Regions from separate parts of the Mus musculus genome. Here region 1 is linked to region 2. Evidence: chromatin contacts called from public Hi-C data. All regions are on one chromosome and are shown on one strand. Each heading gives the region's core, a stretch centred on a gene start, on an enhancer-like site or on the middle of the called end of the contact. The rest is flanking DNA. Distances are from core to core; before and after follow the strand shown. Region 1 overlaps Smyd3 (SET and MYND domain containing 3). Region 2 overlaps Smyd3 (SET and MYND domain containing 3).

Region 1 (3,184 bases), core at 413-2,912, 83 kb before region 2:
TCCAGCTGCAGTTCTCTCTGCGTTTGAACTTCACAGTGTTATTGCTTTTGTGTCTCAGAGACCCCTCATTCCTTCATCTTGTTCGCAGTCAGATCACCAATAGCTGTGCCCTGCGTGTTCATTGTATTAGGGATGTTGGCAAAACTAGCACAGTTCTGTGGTCTGCACTGAGAGCTACTGAGACGGGCAGGCTTCTGTTGTCTGTGCAACTTCTGCGCTCAGTGGGTCAAAAGACAGGGTTTTGCTGTGCGAGAGGTCGGGGTTCGAGAGATGGGGCTCGGCATTTGTCATCTGTTTAAAGGTTGCTCAATGCAAGCACCAGGAAGACTTTGGCTGAATCCAGTCTCCTTTTGGTTTATTGTGTTTTACTCTCCCAGGGATAAAAAGAACCCAGGGCTTTCCGTGTGTTCCACAAGCACTTTGTCACACAACTGTACCCATGGATTCTTTTGAAAATAACCTTAAGAGTAGTCAGAATTATACATGGTTTGTGTATCACAGCCCACTTTCTGTACATATTTCCTCAATTTATGGGAGAAAGGCGGGTCTTTCTCGGTCTCTCTCTCTCTCTCTCTCTCTCTCTCTCTCTCTCTCTCTCTCTCACACACACACACACACACACACACACACTCATAAACTATGTAACATCTTTGTATGCCAGGCCTCCACCACACATCCTTTCACCTGTGCAGTCAGTGTTCATTGTTTTCTGTTTGAGAAGGACTAGCAGTAAGTAAACGGGCCATTAGGGTGTATTGTTTTGTTTCCTTGTAATATCCTTTCGACTCTGCCTCCTCCTTTTGTCCTCCAGCCTGGCCTGGTGACTGCTGGCTTTCAGCATGCTGGAGGACTGGAACTCCCCAAGGCTGCATTCATCTCCTCGAGTTCACATTATCTTGTCTTTGCTTCCGTGGCAGCCTCTGTATGGAGATGGAGTGCTGTCTCCTGTAGATGAGCAAACCAGAGCTTAAGGAAGTTGTCTAAATCTTGACAGGGAGTGAGCTGAGGAATTAGGATTGCAAATCAAGTCCAGGTCGTGATGATGAAATTGCTCCACCATATGCCGACCGCTTCTCAGCCTCCAGAGCTGTTTTGGTTACCGTAAGGAAAAGCTGTGCTGTGTATCTTGGTTCTTGGGGCAATGAGAATAGTTTATGGTCTTTCTGTTGGACTATCAGTTGACAAAAAGATAGGAGGAGTTTATATTTGTTAAACATCTCCCTCTTTTTTCCTCCCCTCCCCGCCCCCCAGCCCTCCCTTTCTTTTCCTTTTCTGACAGGGTTTTACTATACAGCCCAGACTAGCCTCAAACCCTGAGTTCTCCTGTCTCAGTTTCCTGAGTGCTAGGCTAGGGTTGCAGTTATACCCCCAACACGCCTGGCCTTTATTTATGTTGCTGTGGCTTCTATTTATTAAATAAATGATATTATCGCTTTTGTTTTGTTTCTGGTAGCACCTGTACCGCGTGGGCCTCCCAGGGAAACAGTATTTCCTTTCACTGTATCTTATGGTCCCCCCTCCCCCCACACACACACACAGATCCACACATCTTACCAGTTGGCCCATCCACAGCTCAACCAGGCCTCAACCTTACATAGCCTTCAGGGTGACCTCTGATTCTCAGGGCTCCTGAGAGCAGAGCATCCCACAGCATGAGGAAGCCCGAGAGCCCGAATGCGTTACTTTGTTTAAATTCTTGCCTTGAAGTTCCTTTAGTGAAGGAGCCAGATTGGCAATCCTACGAGAAACAGTTGTGTTTCTTAGTTACGCTGTAATGGAGGGACTATAATTCATGGCCATTAAATTGCTTCCTTTGAAGTATAAGAAAAACCAGAACAACATTTACGGTCCTTTAACCCACAGGATTACAGTACACATGAATTAAAGTCAAATGTGTTATGAACTCTCCTGGTACTGTGGCTGGCAGGACTCCATCCGCACCCCTCACTCATTAACTGGTTGACTTTCAAGTAGAAACTGGGCTGGCGGATGGGTTGAGAGTCAGGATTTCAGAAGGGTTTCCCCTTCTCTCAGTTAGAAGCAAGGAATGTAACTCTGGCAGCTCAACTAAAAATTGAGACTTGTTACTTCTCTGAGAGATCTGTTCAGAAGGCAGCAGAAAGGAAATGAACTTGTAGCATTCCCTCTGCTGATAGGATACCTTGTCTCATGAAATCCTCGCACCACACCCATCTCACACACAGGCATGAGACTAACAAGTCTGTGGTTCTGGATTCCAGTTCAGACCTAAGCCAAACAGAGTATGAACTTTAGCACCCCCCACCCTGTTTTGCTCCCCAGAATCAGTAACAGAAGACACAGAAATACTGATGACACATTTGGGACCCATGTTTTATATGGCCTCAAACTCAGAAATCCGCCTGCCTCTGCCTCCTGAGTACTGGGATTAAAGGAGTGCGCCACCACGCCTGGCTTACACTGTCGTCGTATTTCTTATTGGGGAGTTTCATGCGGAAATTGTGGGTGGTAAAAAGCCGCAGAAAATGGATATTAGGACCTAGTTAGTGACTATATCTGAGATAGCTATACCTCACGTGTATGCTAAGCCTGTGTTATTGTCTTATGACTTTTTTCACTGAATGTCTCGATAAGGAGCCAACACAAAAGGGTAACTATGGAATGGTGTTGAAGTCAGACTGTAGCTATGCCTCCCTTGTCTTGAGAAGTAACCTATAAGACATCAAGATCTGTGAGCATGTTTATTGATAAGAGCGTTCTGTCACCCTAACTTAGTGCCTGGAGTCTTTTCAATGTGGGTTTGATCCTGTATGGTTCTGAAGAGGTCATTAAAAAATAATAATTCCACCACTCCACTAGATGGCACTGTGGTCGCATAGATACACTAGATGCCCCACTGTGGCTCCTGAGAGTGGGTAAGAGCATCCTGTTGGGATGCCCTGAAGCCTAATGGAGTGAGAACTGGTATGTTTTGCCCATCTATCCCAGCACCTCCTTGTGTCTACATATCTTCACTCGACAACATATCTTTGACCTTTACAGTCTTCTTCTAAAGCCCACCCACCAGTCTTCTCTACCAATGAGCTTCCTCTTCTCTTCACACCTCATTTTTCTTTGTTGAATCTACAGCACACTCACATTGCAAAGTGCATCACCAAGATGTCTGTGTGTGGACCCTGCAGTGGGAGCAGGTGGGAGGAGACTC
Region 2 (2,780 bases), core at 248-2,747:
TGTCAACCCCATAGCCTGGGAGTGATGGCCTTCTGCAGTGACCCCTGCACCCCTCAGGAGCACCAGACTCCGGAAGTATGTGTCTGCATACTTATTGAAAGACAAGATAGACCTCCTCTACTTTTAAGCAAAGTTTTGATGTTGTACCCCTCAAACTGTGACATAGTCTTCTTGAGCTTTTTGTTCATTTGGCACGAGGTCAGAGGAGTCCGATGTGGCCTCATTAAGCATAAGGAAGTTCTTGTGGATTTGTGCATCCAAGCTCTGAAAAATAAAAGAGAGAAAGATAGATTAGTGTGCTACCAGAAGTTGCACTAACAGATATTAAGGCGTGGCTTCTGATTCCCTAATGACATAATTTTCTTTGGTTACCCCAGCGCTGACCTTCTTTAAAAGTGTCTCTACACTTGTGTCACAGGACTGACTGGTTATCTGAAATTGCAAGTGTGGGCCCCAGCCAAACTCACCACTTGTTTGGGGATTACAGGTTAAGTAATCTGATGTGCTTGTCTTAGGAGATAAACAAATGCCATAAGCTGCCTGGGTTTTGGCTATCACCCCTACTGACCGTTACAATCATGGATGTCAGGGGAAGCACACAAATTAAATACCCTTGGTCCAAGTCTGGGCTTGGCAACAGGCGGTGCCATGTTGAGTACAGTCTTTGTTCTGTGCCACATACTCTCTCTGTTCTGGCTGGGGTGGTGCTGGAGAAAACTCAGCTTAAAATAGAAGGAAGAAGGGGAAGAAAGAAGGAAGGAAGGGGCTTGCAATTTGCAGGACCACACATGCTCAAAGTCTCTACTCTCTGAGTCTAAGAACTGTCCTCAGGCACCGCAGACACCTATGTGACCAATGGACTGGAACGATTAGTTTCCATCTCCATGGTAACCATAATCGAGTTTTCACCGAGGCACTGGGTCTAGCTCTGAGTCTTGCAACTGACTGGCCAACAGCAGAGCTGGGAGCTGAGTCCCAACTCCTTGATGCTGCTTTCGTGGTTTCTGCCACACAATGCCTCGAGCCTGCGACCTAAAATTGTCCAGTGATCAATTCAGTGCTGGGGATCAAGCCAATGGCCTGGCGAGGGCTCTAGCACACAGCCAGCCCTCATCCTATTTTGAAATGTCTTTGGAACGCCTGCATCTAGCCCATCCTAACCTTCACCATCAGGATGTTGCCCCTTAAATCTGTTCTGTTGTAGTTTGAAGCAATTTCCTGTCTGTATGTAGAGGTGAGTGAAAGCAGCTGCTCCCAGTAAGGGACATAAAAAAGATTAAGGAGCAGAGAGCTGTGGTTTCAGTCTCCATTAAAATAAAACCTGTCCTGAAATTTGGGGCACGCAGGGGGCGGGGTGTACTTTATCTTCATGGCTGCCTGCATTAGGACAGTTTTCCTGTAAAAATCTTTGCATTTTTCCCAGAGTCTCAAACCTCCCACCTCGTGGTGTTTACAAAAGGAGACTGGCAGAACTCGGCCTGAGTCACATGCATTTACAGCCGCACAAGCCATCCGTTGGATAGTTTCTCCACAAATGTGAAAAGAATTCGTTTGAATGTGCCTTTGCGAGCCAAGCCAGTAGCCTCACGCTTTGTATGATCCCCACTGTGCGTTCTCAGGCGCTTGACTCTGCAGCATGGGGAAGATGCAAAGAGGTGCTCCCTTAAATATCCTCCCAGAATGTTTAACTGCCTCTGCATGTTGGTCCATCATGCCTGTTCCCTGCAGAATGCTGCCTGTAAAAACGGATCGTCAGCAGGCTCCACTGGTGTGGCTCAGCTCTCAGAAAGCCCCAACTTTTGTAGATGCGGGTGTTGCCAGTGTAAATGGCTTTGGTGGTTGCAGGAGCTTCGCTGTGACGTGAACGTCCCCTTCCTCCTGGAACTTCTCCGTCACTGGAAATTTAACCTTGAACCTGAGATGGGTTGCACGGACATTGCCTTGTAAAACTGTGTAGTTTCTACAAAGCCGGTTTGTGCCAGAGTGAAAAGCAGACACACCTTTGCTCCCTAATGCCTGATCGGGGCACACAGCAGTTTGATTCTGTCTTAAGTAGCAAGCATTCTTGCCTTTCCCTCCACACCCCTTCGTGCCCACTGTGCCCATTGGCTGCCGTGGGGTTCATACAATGGTGAATGCTCTGGTTTCAGCCTTTTTTCCCATGTTATGAAAGAACCGTTTTCTCCCCCTAAGTTAAACCTGGACTGCTTTCAGGTATTTTTGCCAAAGGAAGTGGAAATTGGTTCCAGTTGATGTTTCCTGTTAATCATAAAGGTTCTTGAATGAGCCTGTGAGCTAATCTATTAGTCCCAGTATGTTATCCATGAACCAAAGTACTGCAGTCAAAGACACTGAAGATTAGACTGTTCCCATCCTGGGTTTTATTTCAGGGCTCCCTGCCCCTCTCCAGAGGACAGGCATGCTATTTGAACCGTATGCTACTTTCTTTTTAATATAAAGTAACAGAGTACCCCTTCTTCCTTTTAACACACTGGAATTGTTGCCTCACTAGGGAAGTTTATAAGTGTTCCTTAATTCCGTTCCGATCCTATCCTCCTCCTCCTCTCTGATCAATCTAATTAGAGTTTACGTGGGGATCGGATAACAGGAAACACAGGAAGGCAGATCGCCCTTCTCTTTCTCCATTTTAATGAGAACCATCTGAAATTAAGCTAGCACAAGAGTTCCAACATCAAGCGCTTGCAAACCTAGCAAGTAGAGTTGTCTGTGGCTTCCTGTTGCAAGGTAAACCCGGATTGGTACCTCTAATGCTTCATCGG

Evidence for each region. A called contact is a pair of places that touch in the nucleus more often than the background predicts.
Region 1: a Hi-C map of uterus shows a contact between it and region 2, with 3 times the contacts expected there. The contact joins two enhancer-like sites. A contact is called at or near these places in 10 of 484 Hi-C or Micro-C datasets (the C2C12 cell line, the MC3T3-E1 cell line, the N1E-115 cell line and 3 more) and 1 of 115 datasets of contacts at active chromatin or transcription factors (vascular smooth muscle cells).

Annotation. Positions count from the first base shown.
Region 1 is chr1:179,142,044-179,145,227 of GRCm38.p6, reverse strand. The region is part of intron 5 of Smyd3 (SET and MYND domain containing 3); the gene reads left to right. Among named protein-coding and RNA genes, the nearest start is that of Gm31349, 180 kb to the left of the region's middle. Within about 2 kb of position 1,662, at least 29 of the 459 cell types and tissues checked have an H3K27ac peak or open chromatin away from gene starts, as enhancers often do. A contact at or near this core is called in uterus, where this site is marked.
Region 2 is chr1:179,058,923-179,061,702 of GRCm38.p6, reverse strand. The region is part of intron 8 of Smyd3 (SET and MYND domain containing 3); the gene reads left to right. Among named protein-coding and RNA genes, the nearest start is that of Gm31349, 270 kb to the left of the region's middle. Within about 2 kb of position 1,497, at least 88 of the 459 cell types and tissues checked have an H3K27ac peak or open chromatin away from gene starts, as enhancers often do. A contact at or near this core is called in uterus, where this site is marked.